Regions from separate parts of the Rattus norvegicus genome. Here region 2 is linked to region 1. The links are chromatin contacts, called in public Hi-C maps. All regions are on one chromosome and are shown on one strand. Each heading gives the region's core, a stretch centred on a gene start, on an enhancer-like site or on the middle of the called end of the contact. The rest is flanking DNA. Distances are from core to core; before and after follow the strand shown.

What was found. Hi-C and Micro-C count contacts between places; a contact is called where the count stands out from the background.
Region 2: a Hi-C map of mammary epithelial cells shows a contact between it and region 1, with 2.5 times the contacts expected there. The contact joins the promoter of Pole3 here to the promoter of Slc31a1 in region 1. A contact is called at or near these places in 2 of 12 Hi-C or Micro-C datasets (liver and mammary epithelial cells).

The regions. Positions count from the first base shown.
Region 1 is chr5:80,827,074-80,833,714 of GRCr8, forward strand. Slc31a1 (solute carrier family 31 member 1) reads left to right here and starts at 3,767. Exons shown (of 5, transcript NM_133600.2): 1 at 3,767-3,882. Fkbp15 (FKBP prolyl isomerase family member 15) reads right to left here and starts at 3,492. Exons shown (of 28, transcript NM_001427372.1): 1 at 3,414-3,492. The coding sequence starts at 3,466.
Region 2 is chr5:80,991,399-80,997,374 of GRCr8, forward strand. It overlaps Pole3 (DNA polymerase epsilon 3, accessory subunit), which reads right to left and starts at 1,344. Exons shown (of 4, transcript NM_001007652.2): 1 at 1,266-1,344; 2 at 1,086-1,171; 3 at 657-775; 4 at 1-424. The coding sequence starts at 1,331. The coding sequence ends at 258. It overlaps C5h9orf43 (similar to human chromosome 9 open reading frame 43), which reads left to right and starts at 1,950. Exons shown (of 14, transcript NM_001024346.2): 1 at 1,950-2,195. The coding sequence starts at 2,135.

The DNA of each region.
Region 1 (6,641 bases), core at 2,517-5,016:
CGTGCATTTTAAGTTTTTAGCAACTTATTACTACTGCATATGTATGGTATATACATGTTTGCACTGTGCCATGTGTGCATGTAGGATCAGAGGGCAACTCTGTAGGTCGGTTCTCTTCATGTGGCTTATGACAATTGAACTTAGGTTGTCAAGGCTTTGCTGGCCCAAAGCCTAAATCTAGATAATGAATAATTGCTTACACGCAAATAATTGATAATAAAAAGGTCAGGTGAGAATGTTGCTCAGACGATCACTGGTAGAGTACTTGAACCCAGGAATTTAAGAACTTCCAGGACAATATAGTGAGCTATGATTTCAAAATAAAGCCTGTGGGAGCTGGAGAGATGGCTCAAATGCTAAGGGCACCTTTTGCGCTACAGAAGGCTTCAGTTCAGTTCCCAGCACCTAGGTGGTGGTTTGCAACATTCTGTGACCTCAGTTCCAGGGCATCTGAGACCTTGTGCACATACTCTTACATGTTAACAATAAAGAAATAAACCTAAATTTTCAAAAGCTTTGTGATTGTGTTTATTATTGTTGGATTGATTTTATTCTACTGCTTAAATAAATTGTCTTAGGTGTAGGAACTGTATCTTATTTCTCTCTGTATTATCTGAAGTCAAACATGAACTAGTAGACATCTGCCTATTTCTTCATTTCAAAGTCGTAATGGTGGGGAAAGGACTAAGACAGAAGGAGAAGACATGTCTTTTGATTAGTACTTTTAGGTTAACCATTGACTTTAAGGTTGGAGAACCTAGCCCTGCCTGGTGGCTCAGGCCTTTAATCCCAGCACTCAGGAAGAAGAAGCAGGCTGATTTCTGAGTTGGAGGTCAGTCTAGCATACATTGTGTGTACCAGGACAACCAGAGCTGCACAGTACGATCCTGTCTCAAAAACAAATAACAAGTAAACGAACGAGAAGAGGCCCAGGAACATGGACAGCAGAGTACCAGTCATTGAAACAGCCATCCTAGACATCAGTGCTCCTGCCTCAGTTAGCCCTCAGTAGCCTGAGTGGGAACAAGAAAGTCAGAAGGTTAAGTCAAACCAAGGGAAGCAGTTTTAAAGTAAAGTGCATTTATAAAGAGGAACTGGAAAGGAGCTGCAGTGTTCACTGTCAGATGTTCTACTTCCTTAACAACTAATGGAGGAACAGCCAAATCAGAGATTGCACACAAAACTTTCTCTAGTCTTTTCTTCATTTTATTTTATGTGAGTGTTTTGATTGCATGTATGTTTACGCACCATTTGCATGTCTGGTACCTAAAGAGGCCAGAAGTTGGTCTTGGATTCCCAGAGACTGGAGTTACAGATGGTTGTGAGCTACCGTGTGGATGCTGGGAATTGAACCCAGTTCCTCCAGTGCTCTCAACCACTAAGCCATCTCTCTGGCTCATTTTTCCTATTCTTAACCTTAAGTTCGATTCTGTTTTCCTAGCTACTACCAGGAACAAAAATTTATCTGTGTACCTTTCTTTGTTGAGTCTTTTATCATCGAATTGTCTGTGTTTTATGCCTAGGACCCACAGTCATATGTGTAAAGTATCTTCAATCCTTAGTTAAGCCTTCTCGGGAAAGTAGATTGAGACAGGAAGAACTTATCTTGGGTCAGGAATCAGGAGAAGAGCACATGACTGTCACTGTCTGCCTAGTCAGCAGCAGATTCTTTGATGCATGAAAGTTGGGAGCCTTAAAATTCCTTCATAAGCTTTCCTCAAATACTCTCACATAGCAAAGATTATGAAATTAAAATATACCTCGAGGCTGGAGTGTGATGGCACATGCCTTTTTAATCCTACCATTCAGGGTAGGAAGACAGATCCCTGTGAGTTCAAGGTCAGCTTGGTCTATATAAAGAATCCCTGGCTTCATAATGAAACCCTGTCCCAAATAAATAAATCTTTAGATATTCAAAAGGTCCCATATACAGACATACACAAAACAGGTTGTGGCTGAACATCCAGCCAACAGCTCAGAGGCTGTAAATGTTTTTGGTGACATAGGAAAGAAAAGAAACAATACCCAATTAACTCAAAAATAATGGAGCAACTAAATGAATTCAAGTGGAGCTAAGTGGGTACAGGCATTCTCAGGTGGGGACCTGGGAGGATGAGGTGGTGGGAGCTCAATGTAGAGCCACTCACTGGGTATCAAAAGATCTTAACCACGGAAGACCAAATAAGAGGGGCTGGAGAGATGAACCATAGGTAAAGTGCTTACTGTACTGAGTTCGCATCCCATAACCAGTCTAGTCAAAACGGCAAGCTCGAGTTCAGTGAGAAAAACCTGTCTCAAAAAAATAAAGTGGAAGTCTACAGAGAAGGACCCCTGATACTGAACCTCTGTCCTCGACAAAGATCTTCACAACATACATATACCCCCGCCACACACACACACACGCACACACGCGCACACACACGCACACACACACACAAAAAATCAAAAGAAAGCCCGTCATTTTATGGTCACTCCTATATTGAATGCCCAGTATTCTAGATATTATTGGTAGGATGATTGGCATATTGATGTGTCAGTCATTCCTTAAGCAGGTTCATCACGATGCACAAAACTTGTAAAGCAGATGTTCAAAGAAGGGCTCTGCAAAGATGTGAGCTTTGCAGTTAAGTCTGAAGGAAGACAAGAGGTCCACTAAGACAATGCAAGGAAAAACACTGAGCTAATTATTAAAAAGAAGGGGAGGAAATCCTGACTGCCATTAAAGACTTCTATCCCAAGATAGTATATATGATGTTTGAAGGCAGAAGAAAACGAAAGCAGTCTTTCCCATTGGCTTTAAGCCTTAAGGCTTAAAAACTGTAATTTCTCAGGCGCTTCGTGAGCAATCAGTATGCACCAGGAGTTACTGTTCTGAGAGCTAGACAGAAATTAGCAACATACTCTGTTCAGTCGGGGCTTAGATTTCAGAAGGTTCCATGTGCAAAGACTCGTGGAAATAAGGAAGATAAAGCAGTCTATTCCGCCCGAGACTGTGAGGGCAGAGAATCACCAAAAAGGTAACATCCTCTGAAGGATGCCAGAGATGACCCACCAGGTCCTGGTTCAAAGTGTCACGGGGAAGAGAAAGTCTCTTGAATTTACAGCTCACATATTTATTATAGGAGCTGACTCCTTTATAAACTCCGAGGCAGGCAGTCTCCCCAGCAATCATCTCCATTTCACTGGAGAAACCGTGATTCACAAAGCAAAAGGGTGTCAAGGGAGGTACCAGGTCCTGAACCCAGATTGGCCATTCCGACGTCGCTGCTCAGAATGCAAAGTCTGAGCCGTGGAACTTGACCAGGGTCTGTCTAGACCCGGAAGTTGGGAAGAGGCCTGAGAAGAGACCGACCCCTGCAACCACCCGCCAATCTCTCAGCCCAGCGCTCCGGCCCAGTTTCTCAATCACTCACCCGCCGCTTGGCGAGAGGAAGTCGGTGTCATCCTCGTCTCCCGCACCGAACATCACGTCGGCTTTCGCCCAGCTGAAGGGAGGAAACTGGATGGTACCAGGGCCTGTCACCGCCGGTAACGTAAAACGCCGTGGCGGCGAACTGCTTTCCGGCAGGACAAACTCTCTCAGGGTAGTGAGGCCCAGAGGAGACCAGCGGTAGAGAAGGTGGAGCAAAGGCAAATGAGGAGGTGAGCTCCCAGTGACGCAAGGCCTCGCCAGCCCTCCGAGGGGGTGGAGTTCCTAGACTCTGAGCGATGATTAGTCAGAGGGCTCAGGGGGCGGGGCCAGGGCGAGAATCGGCGGCCTTTACTGCGGTCCTGGGACACGTCGAGCCGGGCAGTAGTTGCGGGGGCTTGGGAGAAGTCCAGACCTGGTTAGGGATCCAGTTCTGAGAGGAAGACTCAGGCGGTGGGGCTTGCCCTGGGAAGGTAAGTAAGGCCTCTCCCCTCCCTTTCCCAAACCCGGTGTGTTCGCTGTCCTTTTTCCTCCCGAACCAGGACCCCCGCAGCTCCCTTAGGCTGGGCGGAAGGAGAAAGAGCCCAGGACTAAAAGTCATGGGATCTGAGCCGTGCGGTGGCAAGGACCCTACAGCGACATTGCTGTTATGACCTTAGGCAGGGTGCTCGGTGCCTCAGTTTCCCCATCTACACCAAGGACCGAGTGTCCAGTGTCTCTATATGCGGTTTGCCAAGATTTTTAAATCTCTGAAATCATCGAGTCCGATCCGGGTCTCTTCGTAATAAGCTAATTTGCTGACAAGAACAGGAGAACTAGCCACTTGGGTCCGAGGTCACACAGAGTAAAGGGCAGACCTGGTCCTTTGTATCAGGGTTTAGAGAGCTGATGAGTAAAGAACCCTGGCCCTTAACTAGACTGTGTGGCATACGGCTTGGGAAATGACCCTGTTTCTAAAGTCCAGATAGGAGAGATCTAGAAGAGCTGGGATATTCGGGAGGGTGGATGATGGACGGGACTTTGGAGGTAGAAAATCCTCAGCCCGGTTTTGCTGAGCTGAGTTGCTGCCAAGATTTTAAGTCAACATTAGTTGTTGCTGACTTCTCCGCCTCCAGTTTTCGCCCTCATCGTGATTGTCTTTCTTCTGTATTTCTTTGGTTAACCTGGTATCGTTTTTGAACGATCTTGAACTAGACCTGGCTTAGCCACGCTGTGGATAAGCAGGTAGCGTGTCCCAGTCCATTTCCACAGATTTCGTTAGAGTTCTTCCTGTTTTCTTCCCAGTCAGGTTGGTCCTGTAAGTATCCCTTACCGCAATGCTTTAGTCTCTTCTGATGATACTATAAAGAGACTGGTAGCTCTCTCCCAGAGAACTTTGTACCTCTTGGCACTTCCCCTGTGGGGCTTTTTAATTATAGTTTTTGAACTAACTTGTAAGTCTTCTTGCCCGCAGTGGATTCTCATTAATTTTTTATTAGATTGAATAATATAATTTATCTTTGTTCCCTTGTTCCTTAATTTACTCTCGGTTTTTTTTACCCCCGTGTGACCCAAAGAGCCCAGCAGTGGCTCTCATCTTTTATAGGTAGCTTCCAGAAAGATAAAAATGCTGTACTGGCTGTGAACTGTCTGGGTTGCTTGGTCCCTTTTGTTCATTGAAGGTGACTGTACTATTGTCTGAAACTCCAGGGGAGGGGGAAGGGGAAATAGTGTAGTCAGAAATATTATATGTTACTTAGAATATTTGTGAGTAAATTGTTCCTGTTTATCTGCGGATAAGGCTGTTGTTGGTCTGCTTCCTGTGTTTATTTTACAGATTAAGGTGGTTAAAGCAGTGCAATCCGACTGTTAAAGCAATGATAAACTGCAGTCTGTGCAGTAGGATTGGAGCCTGGAGCATCAGCTCTGTTTGACTTGTGAACTTGAGTGGGTAGGGATGGATGGATCAGTTCCAACCCTGCCCTGGGTCTGGTCACTCCAGCACTAAAATATTTCAGGAATGCTTTGTTTATTTACTTTTATTCTTTTTTTTTTTTTTGAGATGGTCTATTTGTGTAGCTCTGGCTGCCCTAAAACTCATTATGTAGACCAGGCTATCCCTGAACTCTCACAGAAATACACCTGCCTATGCCTTTCCAGTGTTGGGATTAAAGCAATTAAAAACAAAAACAGAGAGAGAGAGAGAGAGAGAGAGAGAGAGAGAGAGAGAGAGAGAGAGCGCAAAACCCAAAAGAGCATCTGAGCTCTTTCCCTGCATTCTGTGTGGAGGTGTTTCTCTTGTGAGTGTTTGAAATTGCCTTTTAAACTGTTGTGTTTGGTGATTGGGACACTCTAGGCATCTCTGATCTTGAATTTCATTAGCAACATGAGAAAAGGAGAGGTGGAAATGAGTCTTCCTCAGTTTTTCAGGCTTAGAATTAGAAACATAGGATCTGGTATATCTGGAAAGCCAGTGTTCCTGGATTAAAAATACCCAGGAGACCTGAATTCCTGTCCCCTGGCCTCGATAACTCACTCCAACTTTGGGCCAGGTTCCCTAAACACCTTAAGAAAGGAACAGATCAGATGTAAACACATCTGCTGAGAAATAAATAGAACCCTGACATCAAGTTTGAGTTCAGTATTCTTGTTCATTTTCTTAACCATACAGCTCTGAAATAGGTATCTGATGTATTGATTATCAGGTGTAGTGGCAGACCCCTTTAATCCTAACATTTAGGAAGCTGAGGCAGGTGAATCTCTGAGGATTAGAAGCCAGCCCGGTCCACACAGTAAGTTCCAGGCCAGCCAGAGTGAGAATTGATTTTAAATAATACAATTATGTATGTGTACTATGTGTGTGTGTTTGTATGTTTGTATTTATTCCCTGAAGATTAAGGAAGACTAGGAGGCAGCAAATTTAATAATTCCTTTCAAGTCAGACTTGCAAAAAGGTGACAACTTTTATAACAGGCAAATATTAATCTCCAGTGGTAAAGAAATATGGATTGAATGGAGATTAAAAATGTTTCTATAGTATTCTATTCACTCAAGTTACTAAAAACAGAATGTTATAAAACCATTACAGAAATGTCACCTGAGAGTCTACTGTGTGTAGATTTTGTGTAGATAGCGAATGAACACTCTAGGAAATTATTGTAGAATATCAAAGTAGGAAGAGATTGTATCTCTTCATTATAATCTCAGTCATTATAATCCAAAGGGAAACTTGATTGAGGTTTTTAAGATTAAT
Region 2 (5,976 bases), core at 94-2,593, 160 kb after region 1:
AACTATGTAGTCATTCGGAATCCCTTACACTAATAAGGCATAACCTGCAGACTGATGAAGCAAAGCTGGTTTCTGTAACTCAGACGCTCTGAGTTTGGGAAGAGCTAGCTAGCTTTGATCTTTCTGGTCAGTTTTTATTTTGATCTCAGGCACCGTTGCGGAAGATGGCTCTGCCTTGCAGGGAGAGGCTTCACATAAACACATCTCAGTATCTGAGGGTCCCTTCCACCGTGTCAGAGTCTGCCCACTCTCTCCAGTCAGTTGTCTACCTCCTCCTCTTCGTTCTGTTCTTCCTCATCCAGTCTTTCTTCATCTTCATCCTCCTCCTCTCTGCTTTTGTCCTGCTCTTCGCAATCTTTTTTGTCTTTGTCCTTCTTCTTTTGCTCTGAGGCTTCCTTCTTGCCTTTCTGCTCCCGCCTGTATGCTGTAAGGAAGCAGGGGATTATTGTTTAATTAGACAAACCGAGTGAGGCACCAGAGGAATAAACAGGCCCATATCACATATTCGAAATGGTACCAACTCAACAGAGTGGAATCATGACCAGTCCTGGACCAGTGAATGGGACCTAATGGCAGTAGTATTGAAATCAGGTGATCAGGGAACAAAGGATGAACATCTTTCACGTGGTTTAAGAAGCAGAAGAGCACATGGATACCTTCTAGCGCTTCTTTCAATGGCGTTACGAACCGTTGGAACTCCATCTCTTCCATGGCTGACAGTACATCACTGGCATTGAGAGTCTTGCGCTTTCCTTTCATTGCAAAGTTATTGGCACTGGAAGAAAGAGCAAAGCCCTTCAGAAGCTTGTCAAAGTGGTGGGGACATGAGACAGCCAGAGATGGGGTGGGAAAAGCCACATTTATCTTAGATGAATGGGTTTTTGTATGGCACAGCTCAATTCATCCCTTCCCCGTACAAAGGGCTACGACAACCGTCTTGTTTAACCTGCCTCAGAATTTGTGAGGCTGCAGGAGAGCTGTGAGTCGCTCTCTAGTGAAGCAGGGAACTGGGGCCTGTGGGTTCCAGGACACGAACGCAGGGTTAGGATCCCGCTGCGCCTCCCTTCCGCCTCTGCTCGGCTTACCAGGATGTGGCATACAAAACGAAAACACTGGCCGCGCGGGAGATGGCGCTTCGGGCCTCCTTGGAGATGTTGACACCGTCCGGTAGCTGCAGGGAGAGTGGAGATGAACACACATGCGGATTCTGTTAACTTTCTGGCACACGTCCGCCCTCGACCCATTCTCCAGCCCGAGCAGCTCACCGCCTCCTTGATGATCCTGGTAATGACGGCGTTGGGCAGATTTAGGTCCTCAGGCCTCTCCGCCATTGCCTCCGCTTGGGCCCTACCCTCCTCCTCAGGTCTCCTCGCAGACAGTTCTGGTGTCTGGACTTCCCGCGTCGCTAAGATATGACCCTCGGAAGCTTCCGTCCTACCCTACGTTGCCAGTGTCCCACAGTGCTTTGCGCACCACAACTTCTCTGCTACATCAACCCCGCCACAAGTCTCCAGGGTAGCCCAGCTTTTCCATGTCGCAGTTGTTTCGGACCATTGAGGTTTCCATCCGCTTCCACCGCATCCTGGACGTTCCACTCCAGGCTTGTTTCTTACTACACATCGCTGGAGCTTTCGGACTAAACTAAGTTTGACTCTCTGAGGTTTCCGTCTATTCTCCCATCGTGCCGTGCGCCGCTGCTAGGCAACCGTGCGGCCTGGTGCTTAGTTTGGAAGGGGTAGGCGTAGACTGAGCCCGACAAGGCAGGACTGGGACCGACGAGTGGGCGGGGCCTCTAGAAGAAGTGGGCGGGGCCAAGACTTGGGAGTGCTTTCGCAATCTCAGTATTGTCCGCCCCCAGAGGCTCAGAACACAGCCCTTTGGAATCTGCTTTGATCCCGCGAAATCGCGGACTACGGACACTTGAGTGGCCCTCCCCATCCCTTTTTTTCCGGAACTCAGTGTAGCTTTTCATTCAATTCTACTACACCGAATTATGCATTAGAATTGTCCATCTTTAATTTCATTCCCTTCACAACTTTGTGATAATTGTATTAAGAATAACTTTTATCTAAAATTTCGTTTAAAAAAATGCTATTATTCGGACAGCAGTAACCTGGGCAATCTCAAAAGCTTGATGAGACTTCGCAGCTCAATTCGGACTGGTTCGGTAATGAAAGGGCGAAAAGCATTTGACTGTAAGAATAATGCATTGTATTCTCATTCAAAAACCCGTGTTAAAGTATTTTTTAATTCATTATGTGAGTCATCTTACATTTTTCTTATCAAAATCATCATCACTTGAGTTAACATTTACAATGTCGCTTTAAGTTGTATAATTTTCATATTAAGCACAGAAAAAAAAATACTCCTGAGAACTAATGCTTATTTCCTTCTTAATTTTTCTTTCTTTTTTTTTTTCTTGAAACATGTTCCAAGACTTTTTCCTATTTTTAATGGAGACGTTACAAAGAAACATTTTCCTATTTGGAGAAACAAAACAAAACGATCCAACAGTTTTAGGGTGATGATGCTAAGGGATTGTTCTGATGGAGAGAATTCTGCACTTAGAACAGGCCTGTCTTAAGGATGTCATAAGCCTTAGTTCCAGCCACCATTTAGCTAGAACTGGTGCTGTCAGGCATTTTGATCTAGGAGAAAAGCCAGAAATCTAACATTATAGGACCATTTCAGTTTTTAAGACATGGGCTAAAAGTGCCTGCCAAGATAAATTACTCCTAGGCCAGGTGCAGCCCAGGCCACTAGATCCCTATCTCTAATTTAAATTAGAAGCTGTTTAGAACCAAGTGTTTGTTTATTGCTATTCTCTATGTCCCAAACAGGTCCTCTCATATATTTGACAGTCAATAAGTATAAATAGAAGAAGAAAAGGACACTGTCCTTAAAAGTTAAAAAGGGGGGGTTGGGGATTTGGCTCAGAGGTAGAGCGCTTGCCTAGCAACCAAGGCCCTGGGTTCGGTCCCCAGCTCCGGAAAAAAAAAAAGTTAAAAAGGGGACAGGGTGAGATGGCTCAGTGAGCTGTGTAGTCTCTGGGTTCATTACAGGATGGCCTTCCTGTTAACCTCCTTGTGTGTACCATGGCACCCATGCCCACCAAATAAAGGGATAAAATATAATTATATATTAGGAGCAATAAGGTAGTCGTAGTGACTGCATAGCATCTTTAAAAGGGAGATTGATAATAGCTTAGTATAATTTCATTTACTTGTCTCTCTCTATGTATAGTGTGTGTACATAGATATGTGTGAGCATGAACATTCACATGGTGCTGATGTGGAGGTCAGAGGACAACTTTGGAAGTTGGTCTTTCTTTGCCTTCTACCTTAAAAGAGGATCTCTTTTTGGCTGTTTACAGAATCTTATTGCAGGCTAGCCCACAAGCTTCAGAGGATTCTCTGCTTTCTATTTTATAGTAGGAGCAATGAGATCACAGATGTCCGCTGTGCCTGGCTTTATGTGGGTTCTGGATATTTGAACTCAGGGCCTCATGCTTTGCCCTCCAAATGCTTTAGTTACTAAGGCATCTCCCTAGCCTGGTAATATTTACTGGGTACTTGTTACATGTCATATGTAGGGGTTGGTGATACGTCTACAGTTTTTTTCTTTTTTCTTTTTTTTTTTTTCTTTTTTTCGGAGCTGGGGACCGAACCCAGGGCCTTGTGCTTGCTAGGCAAGCGCTCTACCACTGAGCTAAATCCCCAACCCGCGTCTACAGTTTTTTAAATATATTTTTAAAGATTTATTTCATGTATGTGAGTACACTGTAGCTGTCTTCAGACACACCAGAAGAAAGCATTGGATCCCATTACAGATGGTTGTGAGCCACCATGTGGTTGCTGGTGACTGAACTCAGGACCTCTGGAAGAGCAGTCAGTGCTCTTAACCGCTGAGCCATCTCTCCAGCCTGCGTGTACAATTTTTACAAAATTAATCAAAACATTTTTGAGATCATAATATAATTACATCATTTCCCCTTCCTTTTCCTTCCTCCATACCCTTCTCATGTACCCCTCCCTTCTTTTTCAAATTCATTGCCTCTTTTCCTTTGTTGTTTCTCTCTCTCTCTCTCTCTCTCTCACACACACACACACACACACACACACACACACACACACACCGTTAAGTCAGAATAATGTTATTTGTATGTATGTCTTCAGGGCTGACCATTTGGTATTGGATGATCAGTTTGTATGACCCTTCTCCCTGGGCAAACTTTCTTCAGATCCCGGCATTCCTCAATCTCCTGTGGTTCTTTATCTAGGGTTGGCCTCCTCCGCTTTCCTTCCCTGTGAGCATGTCTGATGGTGCTGTCCTTGGTCAGCTCATGTTTAGGCAATTATGTTGGTGGGGCTACGCGGGCGTAGCTTCTGAAGTTTACAGCCTCACAGCAAAACCCGTGCTCCCCTGGCTCCTGTCACCTTATCATCTTCTAGTGTAGTCCCTGAGCCTGGGCTGTAGGAAATGTGTTGTCAATGTACCCGTCGGGACAGGGCTTTATAACCACAGTTTGATTGGCTGTTGTTCTCAGTAACAATCTCTGCCAAATGCAAAGAGAAGTTTCCTTCATGAGGGGTGAGGACCGCACTTCTGTGGGTAAAAGGACGAATACTTAGAGTGTAGTTGGGGATTGCGCTGGTTTAGTAAATGCATGGTTGTAGGTTCTCCTTTAAGATCCATGACTTCAGGGGCTGGGGATTTAGCTCAGTGGTAGAGCGCTTACCTAGGAAGCGCAAGGCCCTGGGTTCGGTCCCCAGCTCCGAAAAAAAGAACCAAAAAAAAAAAAAAAAAATCCATGACTTCACTATTCCGGATTAGATGACAAGACTTCAGTACCAGGCATGATTTCCCACGTGCTGAGCAGGGTCTTAAGATCTTTTAGAGTTGTTGGTTCCCACCAGGTATGCATGCCTCTGTTGCAACCTTAGAGTTATGGCACCATGCTGGTCATTGATGTGGTTTGTAGGCGTTATAGCTGGGTAGTACTGTTGGTTGCTTCCCTCCTTTGGAAGCCTGAGTAACACCTTCTGGTACTATGATAGGCAGTCCTCAGGGGAGGAGACTTTCATGTTAATCTGAACCTCTCGTCTGAAGTGTATTGTGTCTTAAGTAATAGGGACTTACTTCCCTCCTTTGGGGGTGACCAAGGGCAATAGTAATAGCCTATAATGTTTTGGGAGTCTCCTGGACAACCCTGACCAACAGCTTCTCATGATTGGTGTGTTTTTCTTAGACAGTCTGTGGCTCCTACAGGGAGCACTCTCAGCCCAGATGGCTGCGTATTATAGGTATTTTTAGGTAGATAGTAAAAGTATGATTCCTTGTGACTATTTTAGACATTCTGTTATTTTATCCTTCCTCCACCTGTATTTATTTTCCTTCCCTTCCTAATCAGAGCCCCACATTTCTCCCATTTTTCTCCTTCAGATCCCCGGTGTCCTGCTATTCCCCTCTCTTTTCATTTAATTGTTGATATGTGCATGTGTGCGTGCATGCATGTGTGTTAGTCTGTGTATTCCTACAATTAAATTTTTAAATTTTATTTTATGGGTATCACATAAAATTTATTTTATGTTTGGTCTGCATATATGTACCACACATACAGTGCCTGTGGAGGTCAGAAGAGGGTATCTAATCCTTCGGAACTGACATTACAGAAGGTTGTGAACCACCACGTGTGTGCTGGGAATCAAACCCAGGTTCCCTGCGAGAGCAGCCAGTTAGTTCTCTTAACTACTGAGCCATCTCTCCAGGCTCCCTACAATCTTATGTAGGACCCTATGAGGAAATAGGCTGAGGAGGGTGAGGTTACTTAAGGCCAACAGCCAGGAGATGAAAAGTTAATGGCCGTCTGAGCAAACCCACTCACAGGGCATGGGCATTTTGTGATGATTACAGTGTTTGAAAAGTGAGGAAAGTCTTCAAAGGCTTGACCAGCTAAATAGCCCTTCTGCGACTTCA